Regions from separate parts of the Sus scrofa genome. Here region 1 is linked to region 2. A link is a contact called in public HiChIP or PLAC-seq data. All regions are on one chromosome and are shown on one strand. The core of a region is the stretch at or near the end of the contact, and the rest is flanking DNA. Distances in the headings are between cores, read along the strand shown.

Region 1 (7,586 bases), core at 680-3,179, 130 kb before region 2:
ATTCCTAGTCTTATTTTATTTAAAGATGAAGTCACCAAATTTGGTAGTCACTTCTCAGTAATTTAAAATAATAAAGAAGTTCACATCAAATTGGAAATTGGAACCAGGATTTCCTAATTTGAGAAGTGAGCAGAAATGTATTTTTCTTGTTACAAGATTAAAGAACCATAGTGGCAATGAATTTTGGAATTGTGTAGCCAGTCTGCATGTCAACGTATGAGCGTAAAAACAACCATTGAAAGAAAAAGAAAAAGAATCCTAATTTTGTGGACATGATCCATGCCTGTTTGGTACTTTGTTATGAAAAAGGTTGATTTTCTTCTCATAAGCTGACATTATGGATGAGAGATCTGGGTATTTTCACTTTATTCAGAGCTGTTTCTTTCTAAAACATATACCTCGAGAAGAGGGTGGAAGTCAGGGATGAGAAAGCACCAAATGCAGCATCAAAGATATTGGCAGAGCCTGTGCTGGACCACTTACCTTAGAGGTGAGCACCAAAGCACATTCTGCCTTAGGCAGTAGAAGAGATGAAACTGATTTTGGAGAAAGGAGAAATGTGGAATAGGTAAAACTCGTGGTGGCAGCAGCCAGAGCAGCAGAAGAGGCAGGAAAGGCAGAGAGTAAGAAAGCTCAGTCTGCAAATTACTTGGTTAGGTTCCCAGCACCAGGTGGCAGTTTCTAATGTGACGGCTAGGATGTGAAGAAAACAGTCAGAAGTGTGTAAGAGACTTGAAGAAATACAGTTTTCCCAGTTTGGAAGTTCCTCAAAAAAATAAAATTGAGTTGCCATATGATCCAGCCATCCTACTCCTGGGTATCTATCCAGAGAAAACCATTATTTGGAAAGATACATGCACCCCAATGTTCACTGCAGCACTATTTACAATAGCCAAGACATGAAGCAAGCTAAATATACATTGACAGGGGACTAGATAAAGAAGATGTGGTACATATATACAATGGAATGTTACGTAGCCATAAAAAAAGATGAAATAATGCCATTTATAGCAACATGGATGGACCTAGAGGTTATCATGCTGAGTGAAGTGGGTCAGACAAAGAAAGACAAATATCATATAAGATCATTTATATATGGAATCTAAAGTATGACATAAATGAATATAGCTACAGAACAGAAACAAACTCACAGACAGAGAACAGGCTTGTGGTTGTCAAGGGCTTGCAGGGGAAAGGACTGTGAGTTTAGGATTAGCAGAGGTGAACTATTATATGTGGGATGGATAAATAAGGTCCTACTGTACAGCACAGGGAGCTATGTTCAATATCCTTTGATAAGCCATAATGGAAAAGAATATGAAAAACTATAAATACATCAATCATTTTGCTGTATACCAGAAACTAACACTACATTGTAAATCAACTATTTTTCAATAAAATTTTAAGAAAAGAAATATGGTTTTCTAGTAATGCACTACTTTGCTATGTTTAGACTTTCAATCAAACAATCTTCTATCTAGTGGCAGGATCCACATTCATGTATTTAATTGGCAGCTACCTGGTCATTTGACACCAATGTTTACTAAAAATGAATTAAATGCCAGATTAATTAGTTCATAGAAGCTGCAGGAAAGTGTTCCCATCTCTCCCCAGTAATTCAGAAGTAAGGTTGGTTGTTCTTTAAGAAGTGAACTAGTAAAATCCACACACAATTCATGTGCTTAGCCATTGTGAAATAAAATAGACTGACTGCAAATATATAATGACAATTGGCTTCCTGTGTGGCATGTAAACTGGGAGAGGAGACTGTGCAGGTCAAAGTCAATGCCAGCTTGGGCATGCTGGTTGTATATAGTAGCCTCTATGGGCTTGGTTAATAAGGTTCTACCTTTGTGAGATGGATCTACTCAGAATATGGTAAGCCAAGTTCCCAGGCCTTTGGGCTCAAAGCCAGGCCCTGAGTCACGGTGAGTTTGCCTAAGTAGATGCCACCTTGTGGAGACCTACCTACATAACCTGCTGGCTTTTCCCATGCCAAACCTGCCTCATTGCACTGTTTCAAGAGTCCCTGGCTAGGAGCTAGAAATACAGGTGGGAAGATGAAAGGGTTTGGGGAATGGGTGGACTGGAATGGCTGAACCTTTGAGGTATGCGGATGAGTCAGGGAGCTGTAAGAAGAGAAGCAGGTAAAAGCCAGATGATGGAGAGAATCATATACCAGCTAAAGGGTTTAAACTTTATCCTGAGAGCTATGGGGAACCACTGGAGAATTTTAAACAGGAACAAGGTGATTTACCATCTAGCTGGCAAAACAATACGAGATAAAACATGCACTTAAATAATAAGACAAATTAACACACGATAAAAGCCACAATAGTGCAAAGAGATCAGAAGAGAGAATTTTTAATACTAAGAATGAGAGGGGGAGTTCCTCTAATTAATACAGACTCTGAGTTTGCCTTCACTATTCAATGGACTAAGACAGCAAGCAGCAGACAAGCATTTCACATGGCATGGCAGAGAGCCCCAGAGTTAAAAAAATGTTTTGTTTATGTGATGAAGAGCCAATAATACCAGTACCTAGAGGAGTATTAGATAAGGCTGGGAGATAAACTAGGAGGTCTTTGAAAAGCTCTAGGGAGAGTGTGGATTTTACTTGGCAGGCAATGGAGCATTGTGGACGTCTTAAGTTGGGAGAAGGGGAGGAAATATTCAAAGCAGTGATTTCTGACAAGTAGTCTAATGCTGATATAGTGGGTGATGTGGTGGTGGTACTGAAGAAGAGAGAATGACTGGAGGTAGAAAGAGCACTTAGAAGGAGTTGCCATAATTCAGGCATGCTGTGTTATACGCCTCAACCAGAGTAATGGCAGTGAGAATGGAAAGGATCAATGAATGGGAGCTGATGGGACTGTGGGCATAAAGGAGATGACAACATTATGTGTCAGGGGCGGCTTGAGAAAGGATGGTCCCATTAGACCACAGAAATAGACTATTAGGAAGAAGGAACTAGATGCCTGGTATTTCAATGAAGATAAGCAACAAACCTAAGATGACTTTTATATTTATAAGATAAGAAGACAAGAAAACACTGATGGAAGATAGTAGAAGAAAAAGAATGAGAAAAAAAAATCCAAACTGAGATAGTAGAAGAAAAAAGAATGCATATGTATATATGCATTCTTTATATATTTTATATATAATATATGCATATGTTATATATAATGTATATATTATATATAAATGCATTCTTTTTGCTTCTACTATCTCAGTTTGGATATATATATGCATTCTTTATATATTATATATGCATATCTGTGCATATATAATATATAATATATAATGTATATGTTATATATATGCATATATGTGCATATATAATATATATAATATATAATGTATATGTTATATATATATGCATTCTTTTTTCTTCTACTATCTCAGTTTGGATTTTTTTTTTCTTATAGAGAATATTTTTGTCTAGGAAGTCCAGGAGGTTTGCAGCAAATGAAATCAAGGTGTTTTTATTCTCCCCTAACTGCCAGTTGCCATGAGAATTCAATGCCTCTGGGATGATGACCCTACCTGCATCTGCTGGAGCATCCTCAGGAGCTGACTGCCCTGCCTCCCACTTACTGCCAGGCTTGTAATCATGCTACTGTGTGCATCCGGCCCTTTTGTTGTAGGGACCTGTTGTCCACTAGGTAACAAACCAAGGCCTTCACAAATGGACACTAGGGCCTGCAAATTAAAATTTCATCCTGGTCTTGACACAGAAAAGTTATTTTTAAATCTGAAAGCCACATGCTGCACAACAAACACCAGGTTCTGGTTTTCATTCTACCTTTGCGGTTAAACACATGTGGCCAAATTTGAAAGGTGGCAAGGCCTATGAGATCAAATTTACAGAATTTTCAATCACATGGAATTTAACACTTACCCTGTCGAATGTAAAAGGGGCACAGAAGAAAGAGTAGATTAAAACAGGCCTTCCTGCAGTTTTTAACACTGATTTAGGAATGTTGCCTAACTGTGAAAAGCTACTGCCACCATCTCTGGCTTCCACCAGAGTCTCTGTCACACCTCCAGGGCTGAAATCCCTCCAGGATCCCTTCTTCTCCAGTCTGGGACTTTACCCTGCAAAATCACACCCGCCTCTCTCAGCTCAGGTCAAGCCTAAAGAAATGGAGCCTTGGAGTTCCTGTTGTGGTTCTGCAGAAACAAATCCAACTAGTATCCAAGAGGATGGGGGGTGGATCCCTGGCCTTGCTCAGTGGGTTAAGGATCCAGCTTTGCTCTGAGCTGTGGTGTAGATCGCAGACCCAGCCCGAGTTGCTGCGGCTGTGGTGTCAGATAGCAGCTACAGTTCCGATTTTGATCCCCAGACTCCTAGACCCCTAGCCTGGGAACTTCCATATGCCACAGCACAGGTGGTGTGGCCCTAAAAAGCAGGAAAAAAAAAAAAAGAGAAAAGAAATGGCACCTTTGCCCCTGGGGTAATATTCCTGGAAGAATTGTCCCTGTTTACCGACAGAGAAAAGGAAAGTTCTGTTCTTTGTGTAATGAATTAAGTAAAAGTATGGGAAGCCTCTTGATGTGTCTGCATTCAGAGCTATAAACCAACATCCAAACAGACTTGGTGATCCAAACTCAACCCTACATACATGTGGGGCTGGATCATTCTTGGGGGGGGGGGCTGTCCTGTGCACCAGAGGGTGTTTAGCACCCTTCCTGACCCCTGCTCACTAGATGCTGGTAGAACACCTCCCAGAGTTATGACAACCAAAAATGTCTCCAGACATTGCCAAATGTCCCCAGGGCAGGGGGGAGAGGGAGGGAGTCAACTGCAGTTAGGATAAAAAAAGTATTTATTTTTTAGAGAAATTGCCTTCAGAAAACAATATGCATAAAGAAATTCTATCCATATCACTTATAACTGGAATCTAATATCCAGCACAAATGAACATCTCCTCAGAAAAGAAAATCATGGACTTGGAGAAGAGACTTGTGGCTGCCTGATGGGAGGGGGAGGGAGTGGGAGGGATCGGGAGCTTGGGGTTATCAGACACAACTTAGAATAGATTTACAAGGAGATCCTGCTGAATAGCATTGAGAACTTTGTCTAGATACTCATGTTGCAACAGAAGAAAGGGTGGGGGAAAAATGTAATTGTAATGTACACATGTAAGGATAACCTGACCCCCTTGCTGTACAGTGGGAAAATAAAAAAAATTATAAAAAAAAAAAAAAGAAATTCTATCCAACCATTCTAGGGGCAAGGCAATACAATAGAAAGAATTTTAACCAACTCTAAATTTTGATTAGGGAAGAAATCATTTATAGTGATTAATCCTTTAAGTAGGAGGCAATAAAATTTAAAAGACTGGAGCATAGGTCTTGGAATCAAAGATCTAGGTTGATTTACTGGCGGTGATCTTAAGGCCTCTATCCTTCAGTGTTTTTACTTATAATATGAGAATACTTAGTAGCATCTATCTACCCATCAGCATGCCTCAGGGCCTTCCCTCATGTTCCCCCTGCCCGGAATACACGTCTCCTTCCTCTTAGGTAGACTGGTCCCCTTTCATCCTCTAAATCTCAGTTTAAATAATCCCTCCCCAGAAGAGTGTCTCTGTTAGTCAGCCAGGCTCTCCTGTGATTACCTGTCACAGCACCATCTGCAGAACCATATTTTGTAACTTTTCATGCTTCCCTATTTTATAAATTCCATAATGGCCAGGATTTTTTTTTTTTTTTTTTTAGTCAACACTGTCATGAATAACCTAGCACGATGGCTGGCCCCTAGGAGAGGCAGATAACAATCACTGTATGAGTGAATGGATACAAAGATTTTATATTTATTAATATTATCATCATTATCACTGAGGATTTGTACTGAACTGAATCAATTTCCTACTCTATAAAAATACTCAGCTCATTTTGTGAAATGTTAAGAGCAGAATGGCACAATCAGTAAAAACGTGTGAAACAATTACACTGGCATTCTGGTTGAGCATCAGTGACAATGCCTGGGGAAAGGCACAAAACCTAAGACTGGCAGACTTGCACAGAGCTGGGTAGCCACATTGTGGGATATGTGCACACTGTGTGTGACCTGGAGGAACTCATTTGTGAAGTGTGGCCTCCAGCAGCTCCCGCACTGCACTTTAAGAGCTTCTGGACGCTGAGTGATGGATAAGTACCACTGGATCAGTTGTTGTGCGGGGCCCTTTGGGTCAGTCGCCTTGGTAGACTCTGGCAGGAGGAACACTAGCTTTTTTGGTGGTTCACTGGCAACTCACTATTTTGTTCTTAAAATCAAACCACGGCTACAGCATATTTGTTTTGTAAAATAAAAAGGAAAGCATTTAAAAGTAATACTCAGAGATAAAAGAGCAAGGCAGGAATAGGATTACTATACTTGGGATCATATTGTTAACATACTTGTGCCAACAAGCAAGGAAATTTTCTAACATGTTAGTTTTCATACTCCACTGAGGAGAAAGAATGTTGAATTAAAAAGGGAACAACAAGTACTGATGACAATAAATTCATGTTCAAGATGGCCAAAAGATTCTAAGAGCTTTTTTTTTTTTTTTTTTTTTGCTTTTTAGAACCACATCTGCAGCATATGGAAGTTCCCAGGCTAGGGTTTGAATTGGAGCTGCAGCTGCTGGCATACACCACAGCCATGCGGGATCCAGGCTATGTCTGTGACCTATACCACAGTTCACGGAACTCGGGATCCTTAACCCACTGAGCGAGGCCAGGGATCAAACCTCTGCATCTTCATGGATACTAGTTAGTTACTGCTGAGCCACGACGGGGAACTCCGAAGAGCTATTTAATTTTACCCAGCCACTGGAACTATGTCTAAGTTTTTGAAATAGCTCTCTGCGTTTTTTGAATCGTGGATAATGGTAAGAGGAAAGAAACACCCGTTGGCCTGAATTTGAGATTATGACAAACTCTGCAAACTGCCGACAAATGAGATTGATGCTGGTCCCCCATATAAGATGTCATTAAAGGGACAGTATGGGAAGGAGTCAGGATCATGAGAAGCCAGTATGGGTTCAGACTAACCTCAAATTGGGAATATGGCAGACATTATGTATCTGGACTTTGGCAAGGAGGTTCTGAGAAGGAGCCTCCTGATGTATTTTTTTAAAAGATGGAGGAACGTGGACTAAATGGCAGTTTACTTAAGGAAGATTTATTCGTGAGTGAATAATACACGAAATGTGACTACAGCAATGTGAAAGCATGTTTCTGGTGGCCATGTACCAAAGGACTCTGTCCTTAGCACTGTCCCCCTGCAGCATTTCTAGCACTTTTAATGAAAATCTTCTAGAGGTTTATAAATTTTTTTTTCCTTTTTTTAAAAAAATTATTGTTATTTCCCCAATACATTTTTTTTCCTACTGTACAGCATGGTGACCCAATTACACATACATGTATACATTCTTTTTTCTCCTATTATCATGCTCCATCATAAGTGACCAGACATAGTTCCCAGTGCTACACAGCAGGATCTCATTGCTAATCCATTCCAAAAGCAATAGTTTGCATCTATTAACCCCAAGCTCCCAATCCATCCCACTCCCTCCCCCTTCCCCAAGTCCATG
Region 2 (7,459 bases), core at 4,657-7,156:
GCCATTTCTGTCTTCCATTTTCACCCCCTTCACCTGCATCAGTTTCTTTAGCTCTGATCCCTCAATGCCTTGCCACACAATCCTCATGGCACTAAATTCTTGTGCTCTGCAGCTTCTGTCATCTGGAACCACTTCTTGGTACCTCTCTGCCTCATGAACTTTTCACATCATTTCAAAGCTTAGTTGCAAATGTCCCCTGCCCAGATTTTACCATGAATAGAGAAGGGCACCAATTTTTAACTCTAAAGCACTTGAGCAGACATTTTCCAGAAAGACACCTTGCAGTATTGTCATGAAGCAGAGAATTTCACATAGGTGATTTCTCAGGTTTGTGAAAGCCATTTCCATCTTGTATTTTTAAAGTCTTGGCTTAAGTCAGAATTAAGATTCACGCATTATTTATAATAGCCAAGATATGTAAGCAACTTAAGTTTCTATTGATAGATGAATGGGATGAAGAAAATGTGGTACATACGTATTCAATGGAATACTACTCGGCCATAAAAAAGAGTGATATATTGTCATTTGCTATGACATGGATGGACCTAGAGGGTAATAGGCTAAATGAAATAAATCAGATAGAAAAAGACAAAGATCATATGATTTCATTAATACGTGGAATCTTAAATAAAAACCAAAACACATGACCAGTATAACAAAACAGAAACAGATTCATAGATAGAGAACAAAAGATGGTTACCAGAGGGAAGGGCGGGTAGGGGGATGAGTGAAATAACAAGGGAGAATAAGAGGCACAAACTTCCAGTTACAAAATAAATAAATCACAGAGATAGAATGTGTAGCATAGGGAATATAGTCTATAGTATTATAATAACTTTGTATGGTGACAGATGGCAATTAGGCATATCACGGTGATCATTTTGTAATGCACAAAAGTATCGAATCAATATGTTGTACACCTGAAACTAATATAATATTGTAAGTCAATTATACTTCAATTAAAAAAAAAAAGAGGAGATCCCCTTGTGGTTCAGTGGTTTAAGAACCCAACATAGTATCCATGAGGATGCGTGTTGGATTCCTGGACTCATGCAGTGGGCTAAGGATCCCACATTGCCACAAACTGTGGAGTAGGTCAAATGTAGCATCGCTGCGGCTGTGGTGTAGGCCTGCACCTGCACTCCAATTCAACACCTAGCCTGGGAACTTCCACATGCTGCAGATGTGGCCACAAAAAATAATTAATTAAAAAATTTTAAAAAGATGGAGTTCCCATTGTGGCTCAGTGGTAATGAACCCAACCTGTATCCATAAGGATGCGGATTTGATGCCTGGACTCACTCAGTGGGTTAAGAATCCAGTGTTGCCAAGAGCTATGTGTATAGCTCGCAGATATGGCTCGAATCTGGCATTGCTGTGGCTGTGGTGTATGTAGGCCAGCAGATGCAGCTCAGATTTGACCCCTAGCCTTGGAACTTCCATATGCCGCAAGTGCGGACATAGGGGGAAGAAATTTAAAAAGAAATGGGGGAAAGGGGAAAAAAGAAAAAGGAAAAAGAAGTAAGATTCATGATGATATTGCCATGATGCTAAACTAACATTTGGACCCTTTGACAAAAGAATATTAGTATAGTTGTTTCTTCTGGAAAACAGAAGTTTCATAAAAATTCACTATTAAAGAAACTAGCAAATAGCCCTGCCCTGTGAGTCTGACATTACCAACGCAAGAGGGGAAAAGGCAAATGCCCTGGTTTATGGCTAGGAGAGGCAGAGGCTGGCTGGCTGTTCACCAATCCTCCCCCTTTTCTTCTGGACACACAACTAAACTACGTTGTCCAGCTTTCTGTAAAGTCAGGGCGGGGAATGGGAGGAGGTGACTGGGTCAGAACCAGCTGAAGGGACACTGAAGGCACAGGGATCCAGCCCAGGTGGGAATCTTGTGTTCCTTCCAATACTGTGGCCTGATGCAATAGGCACAGCAGCCTGGGAAGATGCAGAACCTGAGACAGAAGAGACCTAGGGCTCTGCCCTGCTGGGGAGCTGTCTGGCCAGAACACAAGGGGGATTTTAATTTTTATTAGGCTAACATAAGCAAACTTGTATTATATTAAGCTACTGAGGTTTTCAGGTTTATCTTGTTTCATTAGCTGGTTCGACCTTAAACAACAGAGGCCAGGGTGGGTCAGCCTAGATGGGGAGTCACCGGTCTTGTTCCTGGCAGCTCCAGCTGTGACTCTTCCTAAGGTATTTTGTCCAGACTCACCTCTGTCTGGAGAAACTCTGACTCTGAGCACAAGCTAACCATGAAGCTGCCATGAAAAGTCATCTGGGAATATAATTTCATCAACACCAGAATGTTTCCAGGTTTCCCTTCACTTGTCACAGCATTCCCTCTTTCCAGCATCTTTGCCTTCTCTCTCTTATCCAATTTTTCCACTGTCTCCAATTCTCCACTATTACAATTCTCACACACTCACTCACACACACACACACACACACACACACACACTTCTTTCCCATGTAGTTGGTCCTGAATACAGGGAAATATAGAAGGAAAACCTACTGACTTTAGACCACACACTTATCATCAGCTGTTTCAAACTCTCTAGCATTCAGCTATGTTTCCACCATCCTTGTCGTTGGCCTGTTTTCATTTGTCCTATCTTTGAACCTCTGAAGATATTCCCTTCCCACAGTGATAACTTAAGGCTTAATAAGCCTCTGAAAGTACTTAGAAATCCCTGTTAAATATATATTCCAAGAACAATATGACACTTCCAAACAATAGGAAGCAAGATTTGTTTTTATTTTGTATTATTTTACCAACTGCAGAGAAGAATGAACTAAATTTCTTAGTAGAATATGTTCTCATTAAAAAACTTCCAATTAACTTCTCTTTTTAAAAGGAGAGAGAGGGAAAAAACCAAGAGTGAGGGAATGGAAATGGGAACAATGAATCGTTCTGGCTAGAATTTGCACCAGTTTAGTTTGATAGACAAATAATGAAGTGATTATTGCTCTTTCTTCTAATGAAGTCCAAAAAATGATTTAAAGAATATTTACCATAGCCATGATGATTTAAAGGAATATTTACTATAGCCATGATGTTTCTGGGCTTGAAATAAGTCCATACAAAAAGATATTCTTCTGTACTGGATCAATCAAGTTCCAGCTTGGCTAGAGGTGATGATAATTATTGGAAAGCAAATTGTTATGTTTTCGTCTGACTGCCTGTTACCTTGGCACATGTTATTTCCAATTCTGTCTGGAAATAATAGTACATGAAGCCATCTTGGGTGACTTACATAACCAGCTACTATCATTTGAAAATTGTCAGCTCCAGTAACTTGCTACTGTATGGGCAGTTACTCTGTTGGAGTACGGATTTCAGTTCATTTATTTTCTGACTGTCACAGAGAATTACATTTTACAAGGAAAATTAATGCTAAAGCTTCGATTTAATCTTAATTCAAGTCATTTTAGTTTGATAACTAACAATAATCAAAAAGGAATACAATTTAATGAACAACTGAGCTTAAAATTTCTTATTTTATCAATTAAAACTTGCATTTAAACTATGACTAATTCTTCAGACAAAATGTAATTGTCTACTGCTGTCTGGATTTATAGCAACAGGCTGAAAAATTATCCTTCAAATAGAACAGAAGCTGGGTATTTTCTCGTTAACTAAAAGTACGATGGTAGAAAATTACTCTCCTAAACTCTGGACAGTTTAACAAATACACAAAGTAATTTCTACCTCATTACTCACTAACATATTTTGCACTATCAAAAGAAACCAGATACCTTAAAAAAAAAAGGTAAAAAACAGAGCCCATAAAATCTTACTCAGATTGAGCCAATCTGGTCTAGTACAGGCAAAAGAAGAGAGAAAAAAAGAATCTACAGGTTAAAAAAAGGGAAACTCTAGGGGAAAAAAACACACAAAAATAAAAGCTTCATATCCTTCATTAATGAAAAGAATTTTCCTGGACCTTCAAAATACTAGCACCAAGTTCCAATACTTAAGGAAATGAAAGTCAAGGAAAAGAAAAGCAGCATCTTTCTCATTTACTTTGGGGGGCAGTATGAACATATTTTACTTCCACATTTGACCAGCACTTGTTCCGACTATTGGATTACCTGTATAAACCATCAAAGCTCCAATATTAAAATGCTATTCTTTAAAAGCACATGCTGACATCTGGTATATGCATGGCTAACTAATTTAACATCATTATATTTCTGTGGAAATCAACAAAAACAACAATAAATAAAATAAATCTCTGAAAGCTCCATTTTCAGCAAAAGGAAGAGACAGATAGAATCCAAAGACTACAAAGGACCTAGAAAGGCTGCCTATATCAGCTGCTGTCAGGCAGAAGCCATGCAGAACAAAGTGACAGGAAGAAGCACTGAGAGAGGCAAGATGGTTCCACAGCACAGCCAAAATGGAAAGGAAAAATATACTGCCTGAAGTCATGGAGCCCCCAGAAACACAAAAGCTACATTCCCCGTTGTATCACTTGAAGTCAGAGGTGCAGAGGAACTAGAGTCATGATATTTACAGGATGTGTTCAGTCTTTGTGGTGGCAGAAAAGGAAAAAGCTTTGGGACCTTCAAGAATCTGTAAATTACTTGGTTGTATCAACAGAAAGAATAGGCAAAAGGGACACGAAAGGATGGAAAAGGTGAAATGCAGCAGCAAAATCTATCAACAAAGGTCAATCTTATGAATTATATAAATAAAAATTGTTACCAAAATCTTTCAACATGCATTTTGTACAGTTATGATGAAATCGCCTCTATACAACAATACAGTAGGGGGAAAAGGTAAGAATTCAGGAAGAGATTGTGAAAAACACATTAAGAGATGAAACCACGAAAATATTTCTTTAGAAATGAATAAATAGGAGTTCCCGTCGTGGCGCAGTGGTTAACGAATCCGACTAGGAACCATGAGGTTGCGGGTTCGGTCCCTGCCCTTGCTCAGTGGGTTAACGATCCGGCGTTGCCGTGAGCTGTGGTGTAGGTTGCAGACGCGGCTCGGATCCCGAGTTGCTGTGGCTCTGGCATAGGCTGGCAGCTACAGCTCCGATTAGACCCCTAGCCTGGGAAACTCCATATGCCGCGGGAGCGGCCCAAGAAATAGCAAAAAGACAAAAAAAAAAAAAAAAAAAAAAAAAAAAAAAAAAAAAGAAATGAATAAATAATTGGAAGGGACACTACAGAAAGCAGAGAGACAAAGAAAACATGATCAATATAATGTTTCATCACCACATATACTTTTTTTCAAAGCCAGAATAAAATAAGGAATTTTCTAGTAAAATGTAATTCACCAAAGTTGAACCAAAATGAAACAAATAAATCTGAAAGGTCCATTTCCACAGAAGAAACTGAGAAAACCGTCAAAGAGCTACGTAACCCAAAAGCACCAACCCCGGATAGTTTCACAGGGAAACTCTACCAAACACTGAAGAAGAGATCAGAAGTTCCCTTTGCAGCTCAACGGGTTCATAAGAATCTGATAACAGTGATTACCTAATGAACCCAACTAGTATCCATGAGGATGCAGGTTCGATCCCTGGCCTCACTCAGTGGGTGAAGGATCATGCATTGCCCAGAGCTGTGGCATAGGTCAGATTCTGTGGCTGTGGCTGTGGCGTAAGCTGGCGTAGGCTGTAGCTCTGATTCAACCCCTAGCCTGCTAACTTCCACATGCCTTGGGTGTGGCCCTAAAAAAATACATAAAATAAATAAAGAAGAGATCATTCCAATGCTATCTATTCCAGGAGAGGAAAACAAGAAAAACTTTCAAATTCTTCTTATGAAAGAGTAAAAGTGACATAAAAGTCTGAGGAATAGTCATCAACAACAAATACTTATAATCTTTTAATAAGGATTATAGTGTGTGATAGCAATTCTATGACCTAGTGGAGTCTGTTCCAGGAATACAAAGATGGCTCAGTACCAGAAATATTAAGGAATCTATTAACAATAGAGGAAGTTAAAGGAAATATAATTAATTCATTAAGTAGAAAGAGAAATACCATTTGGTTGATCATGCCCTATAGATGCTAAAAAGCCATTTAACAAAATTCAGTATCATTTCTGATTTTAAAAAATAAGCTCAATAAATGGATACTTCCTTTAACACAATAATATACTTATCCACAAATCCAGCATCATGCTTAATGGGAAATATCAGAAGCATTCCGAATAAAGCCGGAAACAGACAAAGATGTTCACTATTACCATTAATATTTAACACTGTGCTAAATGTCCAAGCCAAAACAATTAGCAGAGAGAAATGATTTCGGAGATAGAAAATTTGGAAACTATCAGTATTTGCAGATGATGTCATTTTATCCTGAAAACACCAAAGAGAATAAAATTTAAAACTACTGAAAGCAGTAAGAGAATTCATTAAGCTAATGAGATTTAAAAACATGAAGAAGCTCTTGATGTATGAATACAGAAAAATCAACAAGATATATAGTAAGAGATCAAAATTCTAAAAAGTGGTATGAGAAGTAATATGATAAATAGAGATAAGAATACCTATTTGTATTTGCCTGTGATTGCATAAAGAAACTCTGAAAGGGTTCATAAGAATCTGATAACAGTGATTACCTAGTTGGAGGGAGATGGGAAGGCAAGAATGGGGTGCATGAGGCATGAGGGTGGGCTAGAAATTACTCTTTATATTTTTGTACCATGTGGTATATTAACTACTCAAAAATTACCTTTGAACCAATTTTTTTCATACTATCTTCCACCATGTTCTAACCCAAGAAACTGGATATAGTTCCCTGTGCTATACAGCAGGACCTCATTGCTTATCCATCCCAAATATGACAGTTTACGTCTACTAACCCCAAACTCCCAGTCCATCCCTCTCCCTTACCCTCCCCCTCTGGCAAATTACTTAAAGTCCAGTTGACGGTATTGCTTCTCAGCTCAAAACTAGCCTTTGTGATGCTGGGGCTGGATTTTATGAATCTCATTTCCACTTTGCTGGCTGGAATCAAAGTAGACTCTTCTAATAGGAGGTACCAGAGGGCTGAAGGAAGAAGAGATTGGTTCTTTCTTGTGAGTTTCTTGTGGGCTTCCTGCAGACTTCCTGGTTTTGCCTCCTGTTCTTAAGTAGCCAACCACACATTATTCTGGCAGGGGTGATGCCTGCACCCAGCTACAACTAACCCAGTTTGTAGTTTTCCATCAAGCCCTTGCCTCCAAAACATCTGCTCCTGGCCTTTACCACAAGCCTCAGAAGTCTGGTCCCCTATACTAAGTTTTTTAAGTTATATTGATTCCAGTCTCTTCCCTTTGCTCCTGCCCTACGGGTGAGAGCCGCTTCTTGAAGTTGCTTTCTACATGATGCTTTCATGTTTCTCTTTTAGCATCTCATTTCAATATCTAATTACCATTCTTATATTAAATAATCTGTTAAAATAACTCATTTTTTTTTCTCTATCTCAAACCTAGTTACTATACC

Evidence for each region. HiChIP or PLAC-seq counts read pairs in DNA pulled down with a chosen protein or histone mark.
Region 1: a contact with region 2 is called in an H3K27ac HiChIP or PLAC-seq map of alveolar macrophages. The contact joins two enhancer-like sites. A contact is called at or near these places in 1 of 47 Hi-C or Micro-C datasets (liver) and 1 of 2 datasets of contacts at active chromatin or transcription factors (alveolar macrophages).

What each region holds. Positions count from the first base shown.
Region 1 is chr5:47,392,829-47,400,414 of Sscrofa11.1, reverse strand. All of the region lies in intron 53 of ITPR2 (inositol 1,4,5-trisphosphate receptor type 2), which reads right to left. Among named protein-coding and RNA genes, the nearest start is that of SSPN, 210 kb to the left of the region's middle. Within about 2 kb of position 1,929, at least 1 of the 83 cell types and tissues checked has an H3K27ac peak or open chromatin away from gene starts, as enhancers often do. A contact at or near this core is called in alveolar macrophages, where this site is marked.
Region 2 is chr5:47,265,373-47,272,831 of Sscrofa11.1, reverse strand. All of the region lies in intron 38 of ITPR2 (inositol 1,4,5-trisphosphate receptor type 2), which reads right to left. Among named protein-coding and RNA genes, the nearest start is that of ITPR2, 330 kb to the right of the region's middle. Within about 2 kb of position 5,906, at least 2 of the 83 cell types and tissues checked have an H3K27ac peak or open chromatin away from gene starts, as enhancers often do. A contact at or near this core is called in alveolar macrophages, where this site is marked.